5 separate regions of the Anser cygnoides genome follow, and regions 2, 3, 4 and 5 are each linked to region 1. Evidence: chromatin contacts called from public Hi-C data. All regions are on one chromosome and are shown on one strand. Each heading gives the region's core, a stretch centred on a gene start, on an enhancer-like site or on the middle of the called end of the contact. The rest is flanking DNA. Distances are from core to core; before and after follow the strand shown.

Region 1 (2,700 bases), core at 176-2,675:
CGTGGCGCTGGGAGGCAGGCAGGCTGCGCGCACGTGCCCTGGCAGAGAACCAGGCACTGGTTCCTTAGCCTTAGCGTGCCGTCACGCTGCAGCCACAACCAGAGAGTGCAGTTCGCCCTGATAAAATTAATAACGCAGGGAGGCGACACGTGCCAGCGGCTCGGATCGTGCCAGAGCCCGTCCTGTAGGAGCAGCTCTGGGCGAGTCCCCGGAGCTCCTGGCACCTCTCCGGGGCCGCCCTGAACACAGAGTGCCGAAGGACAGCCGTCAGGACGTGGGGCTGGAGCACTGCAGGGGTGCCTCCTGCCGAGGTGTCTCCTGCCGGGGGGCTGCCTCTCCTGGGGACGCTGTGGTTAAGGCTCTGGGTGCCCCGGGAGCACCGCCGGGGCCGCGGACCTTGCCCCGTGGCTCGGGTGGCGTCCAGGCGGGGCGGGAAGCAAAGGGCGAGACGAGCATGGTGCAACGCTTGCACGAGACCTGGTGCGGGGCAGGGCCGGGCCATCCCCGGGAGGTTTCCCAGGGTTATCCCCACGTGGATCCTGCTCAGTGGCAGCCCGGCTGCTGGCAGCGCTGCCTCTGCCACCGCCGCTGAAACACAGCAATGTGCTCGGGGGGGCGACAGGCAATGCCAGCAGGAGGCTCAAGAGGGGCTCACCCAGGGCGAGCCTCCCTTCACTGCCTGGCCAAGCCCTGGCGCATCGCTGGGTCTTTCCCCACCCACCTCCAGCCTCGGAGATGCCGTGCTGCAGCCGAGAGCATCTGAAAGCCCCACAAGACCACTGCAGTCCCTCGCTGCTCAGCCCCGAAGCACGCCCGTTTGCTCAAGACACCGCTTGGCTGGGCAGCCCTGTCCCCAGCCCTGTCCCCAGCCCTGTCCCCAGCCCTGTCCCCAGCCCCTCAAGCAGGTGCCAGAGCTTTCCTGCAGTGGCACAGCCCCAGCACAGTGCGGAGGCTCCCGGGGGCTGGTGGTCGTCCCCTGCCTCCTTCACCCCGCTTCAGTCCTGGCCTCAGGAGGGGCTCGTGGCTGGAGCCCCCCCACTTCTGTGTGTGCTGCTTTAAATCCGAATTTCAGGTGTTACTGTCTCCTTCCGTGAGATGAGAGATATGAGGCGAGTGTTGCTGCCAGAATATTTTAAAGAAATGCCTTTGAGTGGAAGTTATCAATGAGCTGCAGTCACTGCTGGGGAAAAGGGCTGATTTGGGATAATTTTGAAAATACGCCCCCAACACTGCAGCTTTGTTAAAGGTCCCATTTTTCCAATCCCAAATGATTTTTTTCCCATGAAAAGTAAACTGGTTAAGTGCAATTAAAAATATTTTTTGTGATCAAAGTGAAAACGAAATGTTTCAGAAGTGACAGAAGACGCGTCTGAGGCCGCTCTAACTCAAGGCTTTCTGTTGGGAATAGAAATGCCACACCTTCCCACCCTGCCTTGGGGGCAGAGTTTTTGGGGCCAGCACCCAAACCTGGCACCCAGCGCCACCTCAGCAGGGGCAGAGGGAGGCAGGGGGGCTGCGGGGGCCCCGTGGGGCAGCCTGTGTGACTGCTCTGGGTACACAGCGGTGGCTCTCGTGTCACCGGAGGGAAGCCTGGTTGGCGGGGCTTGGAGGGCAGGCCTGGGTAAAAGATGTCTGTAAGCACAGCGTGGACTCGGTGTTGTTTATTAACAGACCCGCTTTATTGCGACATCTTGGGCCCTGTCCAGGCATGGAAAACTGCATGGGACTGAGTCTGGACAAACCCTCTGGTGCTGGGAAAGCTGGCACCCGAGGGTGGGCACCCGTGGGTGGTGCAGGACAGCAAGCAGCTGCTCCTGGCACAACCTTGCGCATCGCTTGGCTGTCCTCGGGGGGAAAGGAGGTGCCAGAACCCCCAGGGAGATCGTGGCTGCCGGCGCCCGGCACCCAGAGGTGACACCGCTGGAGCCGGAGCCGTGCCAGGCTCATGGTGTGAAGGGGACAACCCGCTGCTCGCAGCTGGCTCACGTCCCCAGGGGGCTCAGCATCCCTCCTGCCCCCCAGCACCGCAGCCTTCCCCTCCGCCGGTGCCTGGTGTGCTGGAAAACAAATGAAACGTCTCAGCTTTCCAAAGGCAAAGCACGGAGGCCGCCTCTCGTGCAGCAGAGCCGCCCAGCAGCTCCTCCGTGCGAGACCAGGAGAAGGGGCTGGGTCCTGGTCCCCCCCCCACCGGCGGTGTCAGGGCCGGGCTGTGCCGGAGCCACGGGTCAGAAGGAGCTCACTCCTGCGGGCAGCGGCCGGATCCGGCCTCTCGGCACCCCCCCGTCACCGCTGGCCTAAATAAACATCCCAATAAGCACGGGCTGATGCAATTAGCACACGGGGGGGACACCGGCCCGTCTCCCTCACACCTGATGCGGTGTCACGGGGGGGGGGGACGGGACTGTGGGGACCTCCCCAGCACCCTCCCCGCCGGCCCCTTAATATCCAAAGTGGCTGTGATAAGAAGCAGTTGCTGGGGCCGCAGGTGGGAAGGTGTCAAGTCGTACGCACGGAGCTATAAACAGTGCGTGCCCATAAACCAGATCAAAGCAGGGGGAGTTTATTTTCAGAAGGTCTGTTTCCTCCGCGGAGCCGAGAGACAAAGAGCTTCGGGGGGAAGGGGGGAAAGAGAGGGAGAAGAAAAGGGGGGAGAGAGAAATGAGCGTCGGGGCTTGCAGCGGCCGGGCGAGAGGCGGCCCG
Region 2 (2,700 bases), core at 109-2,608, 140 kb before region 1:
ATGCCCCATGGGAGCCATTCCTTGCCGCCAGCGCGCCCCCAGAGGGGCCGGAGGGATGCTCCCCGCACACACAGAGCGCCCTGCCGCAGGTGCAGAGCGGGGCCAGGCGCTCATCCTGCGCCACGCCGTACCCTGCTCCGCTGCCGCTTTCCTCAGCGCAGCAACGTCCCGCCCAGAGAAGCCCCAGGCTCATTTCTGATGTGGCTGAGGGGGTTTTGGCTCCATGCTGGGGCTGAAAAAGCCCAGACCCTGAAGCAGCACGAACTGCAGTGCCAGTACCCGCTAGTGCAAAGAGGGTCGTGCAACTGCTCCAGCCTGGGAAGTGCACGAGGGGCTCTGCAGTAAGCGTGATTCTCACTGCGCAGGCTGCAGCTAACAAGATCCATTTGCAGCAATACCCCAAGACATCCCCTTTGTGGCTTCTTTGTCAAGGCCAGATAAAAGGAGAAGAGCAGTTTCAGCGCACGGGGAAGGAGCACTGTCACGCCCCCACACCACACATCAGCCCGGTGTGCCCGCCAGTCCTCCCAACTCCTAAAGAATTCCCTAGACTCAGATTCTGGAATCACGTGGGCTTATTGCCATCCGAGATTTAAGTAGGCAACAGTTAGAGCTCTCAGTCAAGAAGGCTCCTTCCACAGTTCAGCACCATCAGGAGACGCAGCAGCTTGGCCTCCGCAGCGAGATTTCCGAGTTGTTCTTGTCTGCGATAATTAAAGACCACAGCACCAACACAGTGAGTACAGCTGCTGCACTTCTGTAGGACAAAAAAAGCTGTCAGAAAGAGGATGCAACTTTGAGGCTCCGGCATCCAGTCCGCTACCCCCGTGATTTTGTAAGAACACCGATGTCCTAAGACACTTATTAGCTTATCGTGGACGATGTAGCCTTGGAATACCTAACGTGTTTGAAATTGTTTTCTTCCACCTGGCAAGCAAAGTGCTAATCCAGCTGCTGTAAATAAATTAACCGATTCCATTACCAGAGAATGACCTCACTGCAGATCATTCATCCTGCTCTCTATTAACTTATCGAACACCTGATGTCACACCACAGCCTGCGCGATGCCTTCCTGGGAGTCAGCAGAGAAGCAGGTAGCAGGGCAAAGAGAGCTGGTTTGGGGTGTCCCGAGCAGGAGGGAATGAAGGACAACCTCCGTGCCCTCGCCCCGTGACAGACGCCTGCCGGACGTGCCAGGGTAAGCAGCCTGCTCGTGGGCTGCCCCCGGATGGTGCCCGAAGCTCTGCGCCGTGCTGCTGCTCTCCCACGCTGGCTGGAGCCTCCCTCCTGGGAACAGCAGGCGCTCGCCAGCACCAACGCTGCCCGGCCCCGCTGGCGGCGTCCCAAGGAAGCCCCAGCCCTTCTCGCAGTGAGGGTGGGAATAAAGCGCCCTGGCTTCACAATCCAGCTCTGTCCCACCCGTCACCACAGGCACCGTGCTCCCCGGGTTGTGAGTAACGCTCTGTAATTAAGTTACGCATTAATCCCAGATAAGCAGCAGCGAGGCTGTGCAATGAGTAAGCTCAGCGAGGGATAAGAGGGCCCCGGTTCAGGATCTAGCAAGGAGGCAATGGGAACATCACCCACCTGCAAAATCCCAGCCTGCAAGGGCCAGGGAGCTCACAGCTGCCAGGCTCCCAACCTGCCAGGGTTGCTGTTTTACACCAACAGGAAACAAATCCAGCCCAGGGCACAGGCTGCACGTCAGCTCCGGGCAGCCCGGCGATGCTGCCCTGCCCCATGGCTGCTCCTCATCGCCTGGTGGCTGCTAAATTGGCAGGGACTGTCCTCAGTCACCAGGGACTAGCAGGTTACAGCTCCGCACATCACCCCTGCCCCGCAGCCCCGGGGAAGTACACGCACCCGAAGGTGCACGCTGGGGGTGGCACAAACTGCCTCTCGCCCCACAGAGGCTTCTTTAGGATGCTGTACGCAGCAGGCGTTTCAGCGAGCGACTTGTCTGTTTACCCAGGGATCTGAACGCTCGTTAGCTGATATGAGAAACAGAGCAGCAAAAAAAAAAAAAAAAAGAAATTAGTTCCAGACTGACTGCGCCCAGAATGCAAGCTTGGCAAACAAGTCGGGAGTCAGATGCTTCCCTGGAAAAGACAAACACACCGGGGAGGGCAGGCGGCACTCGGAGGGGCGAGCAGCCCTCCCGGGCAGGCACGGCCCCTGCGGCCAGCTGCACACCCTGCTGCATCATCCTGCCTATTGCACAAGCAGCTCTGGGTACGGAAAAGGCACTTGGCAGACAAGCAGGGAAATTAATTTATAACAGGTGGGCACATCCCCACGTTCGATGCCCGGAGCAGATTATAACCGAGGCAGCTGCACGAGGGCTGGCAGCGCCGGTGCGGGCTCCGTGCTCTGCCCCCGTGGCACGGGGGTCACCCCTCGGGGAGCTGGGGCCTCCTGCAAAGCCAAGCCCCATGAGTGCCACGGTGCTGAGCGGAGGCAGGGAGAGATCCTGCAGCCCATTGGGATTTGGGGTCAGAAACGGCAGCCTGCGGTGCACGCCCCTGCTCACATCCTGCTCCCGCTCCTCAGCACTGCCAGCAGTGCTGCGGTCAAAGGCTTCAGCCTGCGGCACGGCACGGGAAGGTGACCCGTGGGACCCTGCCACGCACCAGGCACGCACCTACCCGCAGTGCTGTGGCACCCCTCCTCTTCTTCCTTGTCCTCCTCCTCCTCCTGGCC
Region 3 (2,700 bases), core at 8-2,507, 200 kb after region 1:
AAAAAAAAAAAGCCTTTTGACAACGGAGCAAGCGCTGTAGCTACTAGTCAGCAGAGCAGTGGACAATTATCCATTGTATGGTAGTTCTGATTTTAATCAGCAGAAGTCTTATGAATGCTGGCTACCAACATTATTCCATTCCCCAAACTGTCATGTGTGTTGACCCTCCAACTGCGGCAAGCAAGCGATACAACATTTCCCTGCCTGGTAGGACCATGAGGGATGATCAGCAAAAGAGGGTGTCCGCAAGATGTACTTTGTGCTTCCCTCTCCTATGAAAATGTCGCTTTGAGGCTTTCAGAAGAGCTGTAAAACCATAATTAACCTCTGCACTGGTCTGAAGAGCAGGCCACAGAGATCAGGGAAGGGCCTGCCTCCAACGCACTGTGCCAGGGCTCCCTGAAGCTCAGGGAAAGCAGCTTCGGGGTCATCTGTAGACAGCTCTGCCCCTAAGCCATGGTACCCAGCAGCAATGTAACTATCCAAAGACAGTGACATGATTTGCGTTATTCGGCATTGTAATATTTCATTGCATTGCACTTACATAATCACATCGTGCTATAGGGCTGTTTCAGTAGTTTGCAGTGAAAACGAAAAGGTTACTGTTTCCTGCACTCCTGCCTCAAGCTGAGTATTTCATAAGCAAGCACCTCTGACACAAACACCACTTTCAGGCATCCAGTACTTTCCAACTTTGTACCTTTGGCTGTTCCAAATAATCTCTTCCACTGAATGTGCAAAACTGTATTCATCCCACAGGGACACAAGAAAAGCAGCAAACACTCCAGGAGAACAGATTTGTTCCTTTTCCTTAATTATCAGTTGAGAAGAGTTGCATGGCAGAGAAGACAGAGCAGGAGTGAGATTAGCATGGAAGCAAGGAGTTCATACAAACACTCGTAAACCCCTGGCTGTGCTGGAGCATTCTGGTTGCTTTCTAGCGAGGAAGCACTCGGAAAGTGCAGTGTCTGTTGTTTGGGAAAATCACAGCCAGGCACTGCTGTCACGCAGACTACGTGGAAAAGCTCTGCCACGCACAGCAAGGTCTAGGTTAATCAGAAACGCTGGAAGCCAAGATTAGAAGAAGGTTCAAAAAATCATCTAGTCCCCTGCTAAAACGGGGCTGCTTTCCTGTTTACCATCATATTGAGAAAGGTTGCAAAAAACCAAGCTCATTCCAGCTGCTGAGGTGCCTGATCATTTACCATTCCTACACCACAGTATTCACTGGCAGATGTTTCTCTTTGCTTCGCACACACCCCCTCTCCCTCCCGTTTTCCTCCTTTTGACAGAGAACAATATCACACGTTTTCAAGTGTTAATGATTTACACTAAATACACATGACCATGTCACTGAAAATCTTATCTAAAGATCTAAAAAACGCCATGCAAATGTCAGATTTTTGCAGGATTTGGAGAATTAGAGAGATCAGCTTCAATGTTTTTTAGCTTTTGTCATCAACTGCCCCATCGGTGACAGCCCCCAGGGACAAGCTGTAAGTCTTGGCCCTGTTCTCTGGCGTCCTGCTAACCTTCGTGGCCCTTCAGCAGTGGCCTAGGAAGTGCACTTCATTCTACTGTGGTCAATCCAATTACTAAATCTCATTTGCCAAACTAAATAAAAATTAATGTTTTGCTTTCAAATCATTATCGAAAGTGTCATGGTTTTTAAACAAATTTCACTTAGCTCTTACTCTGATTATCCTGATTAAACTAATGTTAAGGACCTTTGCAACTGGCCTGAAGCCAAACATAAGGCGAATCTGAATCTAAGCCTCAGATCAAGATAGTCACAAGTTCCAGTGATGTTTTACTTGAACTCAGATCTATATAAGGTTTAAAACCTCCTTCTTCACTAAGCGCTTAATCAAGGACATTTAGATTGAAACTAATAAGCTAAAACTATGTGTTTGTTGTTATTTTTGGTGGAAGCTGGCTCCTAGTCAAGCCTCCACTGCCCCTCTCCAGTACAAGGTTGCTGTGCTGATATTGATCATTCCAGATTTTATCTCACGTAAACATATGGCTTCTGAATAGATGTAGCTTCAAGATTTACAACAGTAACAACGCAAATTTGAAGGGTTTCCCTATTAGTTTTAAATGATCTTTTTGCACCATGTTGTTTTACTCCTCAGGTTTCCATAACGAATCCTTAACCCCAGTTTCTGAAAACCCAGCCAGATAAACAGCTGGAAGACAGTATTAGCTCTCACAAATTAAGTAAACAGAAATATTTGTAAACACATATAAGCAGTCTTGAAAAGCCAGCCCAATTTATCTGTATATCTCATATTTCAATCTGTCTTGCCTAATGAAATAAACACTTTCCAAAGTCAGTTAGCCAACCTACCAACAGGAACAAAGCAAACAAACAAAAAACCCATCCATGAAGGGCAAAGGATAGCTAAAAGCTTTCCATTTGACAGGAATAGCATGCATTTAAGTTGCTCGCCTTTCCATGTAGAGTCAGTTTTATCTTGTTTTCCCTTGCTTTGACATTTTTGGTTCCATCCCCAAATTATTTGTAAACTATTTTAATTTGTTAAAATTAATTCGTTAATTTGGAAATTTGTTTCTTAAGTCAAACACACTCATCTTAAATGATACTAGGAGATTCTGGCTGATTGTGAAGTATTTGCAAATATGCTTTTGCTATTGAATCTCCAAAACCAAGGATACTCATTTCTGAACCTTTTTGAA
Region 4 (2,700 bases), core at 67-2,566, 230 kb after region 1:
ATTAGAATTCCTTCTTGAATTCCCACTCAATCTAATGAAATCCTGTTCATGGAAACGAATTTCTGTACATCACCCTATTTAATTCACACAACGAGAAGAAGTAGTAAACAAGGGACTTGCAACTTGCCCTTTTTCCTTAATATCAGAGCAGATTGCACATAACAAAAGGGCCAAGGCTGCATCATAAAAGATGATGCCAAACCATTTATACTTTGCATCGATATTACAGAATTGGAAGGAAATACATCTCTTGAGGCACAATCATTCTTGGAGCTTCCTTTGGATCAGAGCAACTCTGAAAAACAGTGCTGATTGGCCACCAAACAGCAAGCTATTCCAAGAGCATTAGCCCCTGTAGTTTTTATAAGCCATTACATTCAATAAATAAGGTGTTAGTAAACTGAAGGAGAATTTTACAGATGAAATATTGCCATATCAATTTAAATACAGTGCTAAGCTGACTTGACAGGTGGTCTGAGAATATCGTTTCAGTTAAGGGTGGGAAGAGAGAATAGCTAATCTCTCAATCACCAGACAGATCCAGACAGAAGTAACATTAAGGTGCCTCTTTTCAGCTGGCAAGGCAGGTAAGTTCACAAAGTGTTCCTGAAATTCTAAGGATTTTGTTGTGTCTGGACAGTGCACACTGTGAGAGCCCACAAGATTTCAGGCACTCTGGAGTACTGCAGGATCAGCAAATATTTTATTATTCTAGTATTTTAAAATATTAACACACTAATCCCTGAAAACTCCGTTTGTGTTTTATGCATTTCAGAAGGCATTTTTCAGGCATTGTGGAGTGAGTTAACTGGCATACAGTAATGACAAAGCTGTTCTCTAATTTATACCATTGTCTCACCTACCTGTTAAGGTCAGACAGAACACTGGCCCCTAGACGCAAGCCAGCAGCTCTCCACCGCCCCAATTATGCATTGCACAATGTCATTGTCATTTCAAAAAACCGTGTATACTTCCAAGAGATTTCAGAAGAGTCAATGCAGGTTAAAACATTCCCTCCCCAATCCCACCACCCCATCCATTCTCCACCCCAACAACTCCTCCTGCACACGCACTTCTCCCTTCTGTTTATTTTTTGTTTTAAACACACTAAGCAAAAATTGACTTTGGCTGCTCTTCCTGAACTCTGAAGTGTTTGTGTAGATAAGAGTCAGATAATACGTTAGAAGAAAGTTTCATAGGTCCCTTTTCTCCTGGCAGGTAGTGACCAAGGCCAACCATGCACTGAGGTTTCTTTCCCTTGCAGCAGTATTTTTCTGGCTTGCCTGCTTATCGAACTAGGCCACGTTTGGAATTTTTATTACATCTGACTTGGAAAAAATATTTCAGCTGAAAGATACTTGTTTATCTACAGTGCTGGGGGAATACAATGTGTAAATCCACCTACTGCCATCCCAAATGTGGTGTTGGTTTTTAAAGCAGCTATATTGAGTCTTTCTTGGACTAAGTAAAAAAGGAGCTGATCTGAGCTCCTTTTCCTTTATGGGAAATATATTAAGAATGCTAGAAATCACATACTATAAAAGAAGTAAAATATGCCTCCAGAAACAATTGGTCTTTAGAGGACAGGACAGGACAAAAACAGCCACCCTTGCTTCACAATACTTGTTAAAATGGACATACTCTTATTTTCATATCACTACTTTCCTCCAATAGAGGTTGATAGGAAACTGGAAGCTCTCATTTTCTTCTTAGATAAAAAGAATTACAAACACTCCTTCCACACAAGGCATTTTCTGCTGCTACAGTGATCTTGTTTATGGCTTTTTTTTTTTTTGTAATAAATATTCAGCTCCACATTGAGCTGTGCTCCTAATTGTTTATCTATGCTTGTCATGGCCTATACTATATCCATGGCCATCAGGAGATGGTATATGGAAGTAGGTCCAGAGAGAATCATTTAAAATATGACCTTAACTTAAATCACAATTTTCTGTGAATCACTGAAATCATAGATTTAGTTGTGGTGTCTCAAGATGAAGAATTTAGTGGCAATAGTGGCTTGAGGTGTTGATATTTGTCTCCTGTAATCTTCCTGCCCCAGCATTACTGCACTCTGTTTTTCTAGAAAACATGTTTTGTGTAGCCACATGGTTCCCTATACTGGAGGCCTGCTCTGACTTAAAACTTAGCCAGAAGAAAACCTAGGATCTTTTTTCAAGTAGATGAGTTCCCAGATCCATTTCCAAGTGCAGCTGCATAAATAGTTGGGCTGGCACAATTGAGGGGGAGGTACGCCACAGAAACCAGCAACAGGTGGCACAGGAGGTGAGGTTAGGTCCACATTGCTGCCACAGACTTGGCTTTTGGGTATACAGCTTCAAGTCTAGTCAGCAGTTCATGTATATAATTCTCATAGCTTCGGACTGCGTGTACTGGCAGGAATAAAATCGGAGCAGACTGCAAAATGCCATGGCGAACTTAGGTAAATTTGCAGCTGGCCTGCTTGCACTGAATGCCATGCCATGGTTGTAGTGATAACAGTGACATAATGGTCTCAGTATTAAACCAACGGTGTACCAATAAACCAAATTTAAGTTAATGCCTCCTTGCATATGTACAAAGAGCAGCCACAACTTTGAATGACTACAGACACTTCCTTAAACACTTGTCTTCAACTTGAAACATATTCATGCTTGCAAGATCTCCGCAATAAGGCCAGACTTAAACACTCACCCATTC
Region 5 (2,700 bases), core at 111-2,610, 130 kb after region 1:
ACAGCACTGGGAGAGGTGCACTGATCCCACTATCCAGACCATGATAACTGTACAAACAGAAAACAAGGAAGCCTTCCAGAACAAGCAGAGCCCCAGGCGTACAGGAACACCTGGTGGTTTGGCATACCACTAGAGAGCTTAGATAAACAGTTCTAAAAGTATTCTGGGACCATGGAGAGGATTCCCAGAATCTCATTTGGCATTTAAAATGGGATCTTGTGCCATACATTTGTATGATAAAAGTCCTGCTTTCAGAGGGAGAGACGGGTACACTCTCCTTAGCAAGAGCAGCGTGCGGTCATCCCAGCAGCTGGTCGGCTTCGCCTACAGTGGGAAGAGGTCTTGGCTGGAAGACAGCTAAAGGGGAGGGATATTACATATAGAAAGGTGAAGAACCATTTTAATTTAGAAAAAAAACACCAAAACATCCAAAAACCAAAATCAGACTGTCCAAACCAATGCAAGCTGTAGCTTACTCGATGGTGCAGTTATGATTGCAATTATTATTTAACAGTTGTAGTGCAGTAGTGGTGACGAGCACGTCTAGAAACGCACTGTGAAAGCTATGTACTGTGCAAACATGGTGACGCAGTCAGGATGTCTCTGGAGTCATATTTACTGGTACGCACTCCTGAATTGCAAGAGATGGTAAAAAACCAGTCCAGCTCAAAATTACATCTGGAAACATTCCTTCAAGATGCGTGTTAATGTCAGTGGTCTTTCCAGGACTCGTGGTGCAATCAGGTACTGGAGAGTGGCTGGATTTTGAATTGGTCAGTTTTTCAAAGAGGACAAAGTGCTCACCCATCAGCAAACAAAATAAATAAGCAAAAGCTAAGGCCAACCTTAGACCATCCATGTCATCTGCCAGCTCGCAGGGCTGAGCTGATTTCAGGGTGGTGGAATTTCGCCAGGCTGAAACAAAGAAACCACAGAGTTTATGGGCTGACACAGCAAGGAGGCGGGGGCTGTTCAGGAGGTGCTGAGCTTACACCCCCTTCCCGGGATCGCAGGCTGCCCGCTCCCACAAGGCCCCGCGTTTGAGCCACGTACTGCAAACGAAAGTGCAGGGAGACGAGTTACAAGAAATCAGCATGCTGAGAATAAAGCTAACAAGAACCAAGAAGGCTGGGGCAGCTGATAAATGCTTCAAGCGCACAGCGTTGGTTCATGCAAGTAAGGCCAAATCTAGGGATTTTGAAGAAGAAGAAGAAAGGTGGAAAAGGAAGACAGAGTTAGGTTCCAGTTAATATTCTTGCTGCACTTAAACTAGACTTTACAAACTGGAGAGGGATGAAAAGAAGGAGCTAGAAGGAACTTTCTTGCCCAACCTAAAAAATCCTTTTACCTCTTCCTAAGATCTCAAAATTTAGTAGTATTCCAGAAAGGAATATATTTCCTTTGGGTAAATGTTATCTACCAATTCTCATGTGAGATTGAACTCTGGTTCCTATTCCCAGAAGCAAATGACACTGGACAAATAATCCAGCAGAACTGTGCCTTAGTTTCTCCTTCCATGAAACCACCTTTTATAAAGCATTTACCTCTGTTTGGATGAAGTATAAATCAAGTATGTAAGTTTAAAACACCGTTACTCATATTAAATCATTCGTTAAGCTGGCCTATATGTTGCTATTTTCTCCCCACCCCAGGTCATAGAGGAACATTCAGAAAAATTGTCATTTTGAACAGCGAATAACCAAGCTACACGTGAAGTCTGTATTTCACAAAAGATCACTCAGCCTACAGCTGGTTGGGAGAGGGAAATCAGAGTCTGTCAGGGAAGAAGATGCTGGAGAATAAGTTTTCCCTCCCCTGTACAAAGTTCAGGACTCCCTGAATTCTGTAGCTGGGAAGTGGCCGGTCACAGGCAGTGTCCCTTTGGGGCTGCAAGCAAGACACCCACCCAAACCTAGATGCTGATGGCAGAAGAGTAAGACGCTTCTCCAGAGGGACCCTCCCATTGTCTTAGCACATGGAAGGAAATTAGAAACCACAAAGCATGAACAACGTGAACAGAAAAGCCTCTGGTTTTTGCACTGTCCCTTCTCCTCCCCTGCAGGTACCTGGACAAATGTATGTTTTAAACAGTTGGTCTGCACTGGTGAAACTCTGGCAAAAATGTAAGCATGCATTTGGTTCTGAAAGTCAACATACTGGGATCACAGTGTAGCCAGGAAGAAAGATTAGGCAGGGTTTTCTTACAGAAGCTGGTATCTGACCTCTTCTGCTTACACAAGGGAAAAATCTACACTCAGAGGGAAAGCAGGCATAGCCATTTACGCAGGGTGCCTCGTGGATACCATGGATCCTCAAATAGTAACAAAAGTGAAATACCCTCCCATCTGCAGAAGCTGGCTCCACGTTTCTGAGCAGAGCTGAGAAATTGTCTTAACATAAATCTTGTCCTAAAGGGACCGTGTCACACAGCCACACATCGGTGTTGTGACAGTGGGGAGACATCACCTTCATGTCCCCTGCGTTGCCAGATATGCCTAGCAAGGTCTGCTGCCCTTTTCTACGTGCAGCTCTGATGGGGATGGGGATGCACTGATGCTGTTGCCTTCTCATTCTAATCCCGTACACTTGTAGTAGCCAGCTGTGCACGCTGGGATAGAAGCCTAACCTTCCCCGGTGCCGCTCAAAATGTATCACAGTGCTCATCTCTGAGCAGTATTCATTTCGTGACCAAGACTCCTG

Evidence for each region. Hi-C and Micro-C count contacts between places; a contact is called where the count stands out from the background.
Region 2: a contact with region 1 is called in a Hi-C map of liver, with 14 times the contacts expected there. The contact joins two enhancer-like sites. A contact is called at or near these places in 2 of 7 Hi-C or Micro-C datasets (both in liver).
Region 3: a Hi-C map of liver shows a contact between it and region 1, with 2.5 times the contacts expected there. The contact joins two enhancer-like sites. A contact is called at or near these places in 2 of 7 Hi-C or Micro-C datasets (both in liver).
Region 4: a Hi-C map of liver shows a contact between it and region 1, with 6 times the contacts expected there. The contact joins two enhancer-like sites.
Region 5: a contact with region 1 is called in a Hi-C map of liver, with 7 times the contacts expected there. The contact joins two enhancer-like sites. A contact is called at or near these places in 2 of 7 Hi-C or Micro-C datasets (both in liver).

Annotation. Positions count from the first base shown.
Region 1 is chr16:8,791,291-8,793,990 of Taihu_goose_T2T_genome, reverse strand. No RefSeq gene overlaps it. Among named protein-coding and RNA genes, the nearest start is that of SNAI1, 27 kb to the left of the region's middle. Within about 2 kb of position 1,425, at least 1 of the 3 cell types and tissues checked has open chromatin away from gene starts, as enhancers often do. A contact at or near this core is called in liver, where this site is marked.
Region 2 is chr16:8,934,054-8,936,753 of Taihu_goose_T2T_genome, reverse strand. All of the region lies in intron 1 of B4GALT5 (beta-1,4-galactosyltransferase 5), which reads right to left. Among named protein-coding and RNA genes, the nearest start is that of B4GALT5, 13 kb to the right of the region's middle. Within about 2 kb of position 1,358, at least 2 of the 3 cell types and tissues checked have open chromatin away from gene starts, as enhancers often do. A contact at or near this core is called in liver, where this site is marked.
Region 3 is chr16:8,586,633-8,589,332 of Taihu_goose_T2T_genome, reverse strand. No RefSeq gene overlaps it. Among named protein-coding and RNA genes, the nearest start is that of PTPN1, 39 kb to the right of the region's middle. Within about 2 kb of position 1,257, at least 2 of the 3 cell types and tissues checked have open chromatin away from gene starts, as enhancers often do. A contact at or near this core is called in liver, where this site is marked.
Region 4 is chr16:8,556,892-8,559,591 of Taihu_goose_T2T_genome, reverse strand. No RefSeq gene overlaps it. Among named protein-coding and RNA genes, the nearest start is that of PTPN1, 9.7 kb to the right of the region's middle. Within about 2 kb of position 1,316, at least 2 of the 3 cell types and tissues checked have open chromatin away from gene starts, as enhancers often do. A contact at or near this core is called in liver, where this site is marked.
Region 5 is chr16:8,657,766-8,660,465 of Taihu_goose_T2T_genome, reverse strand. No RefSeq gene overlaps it. Among named protein-coding and RNA genes, the nearest start is that of CEBPB, 53 kb to the left of the region's middle. Within about 2 kb of position 1,360, at least 1 of the 3 cell types and tissues checked has open chromatin away from gene starts, as enhancers often do. A contact at or near this core is called in liver, where this site is marked.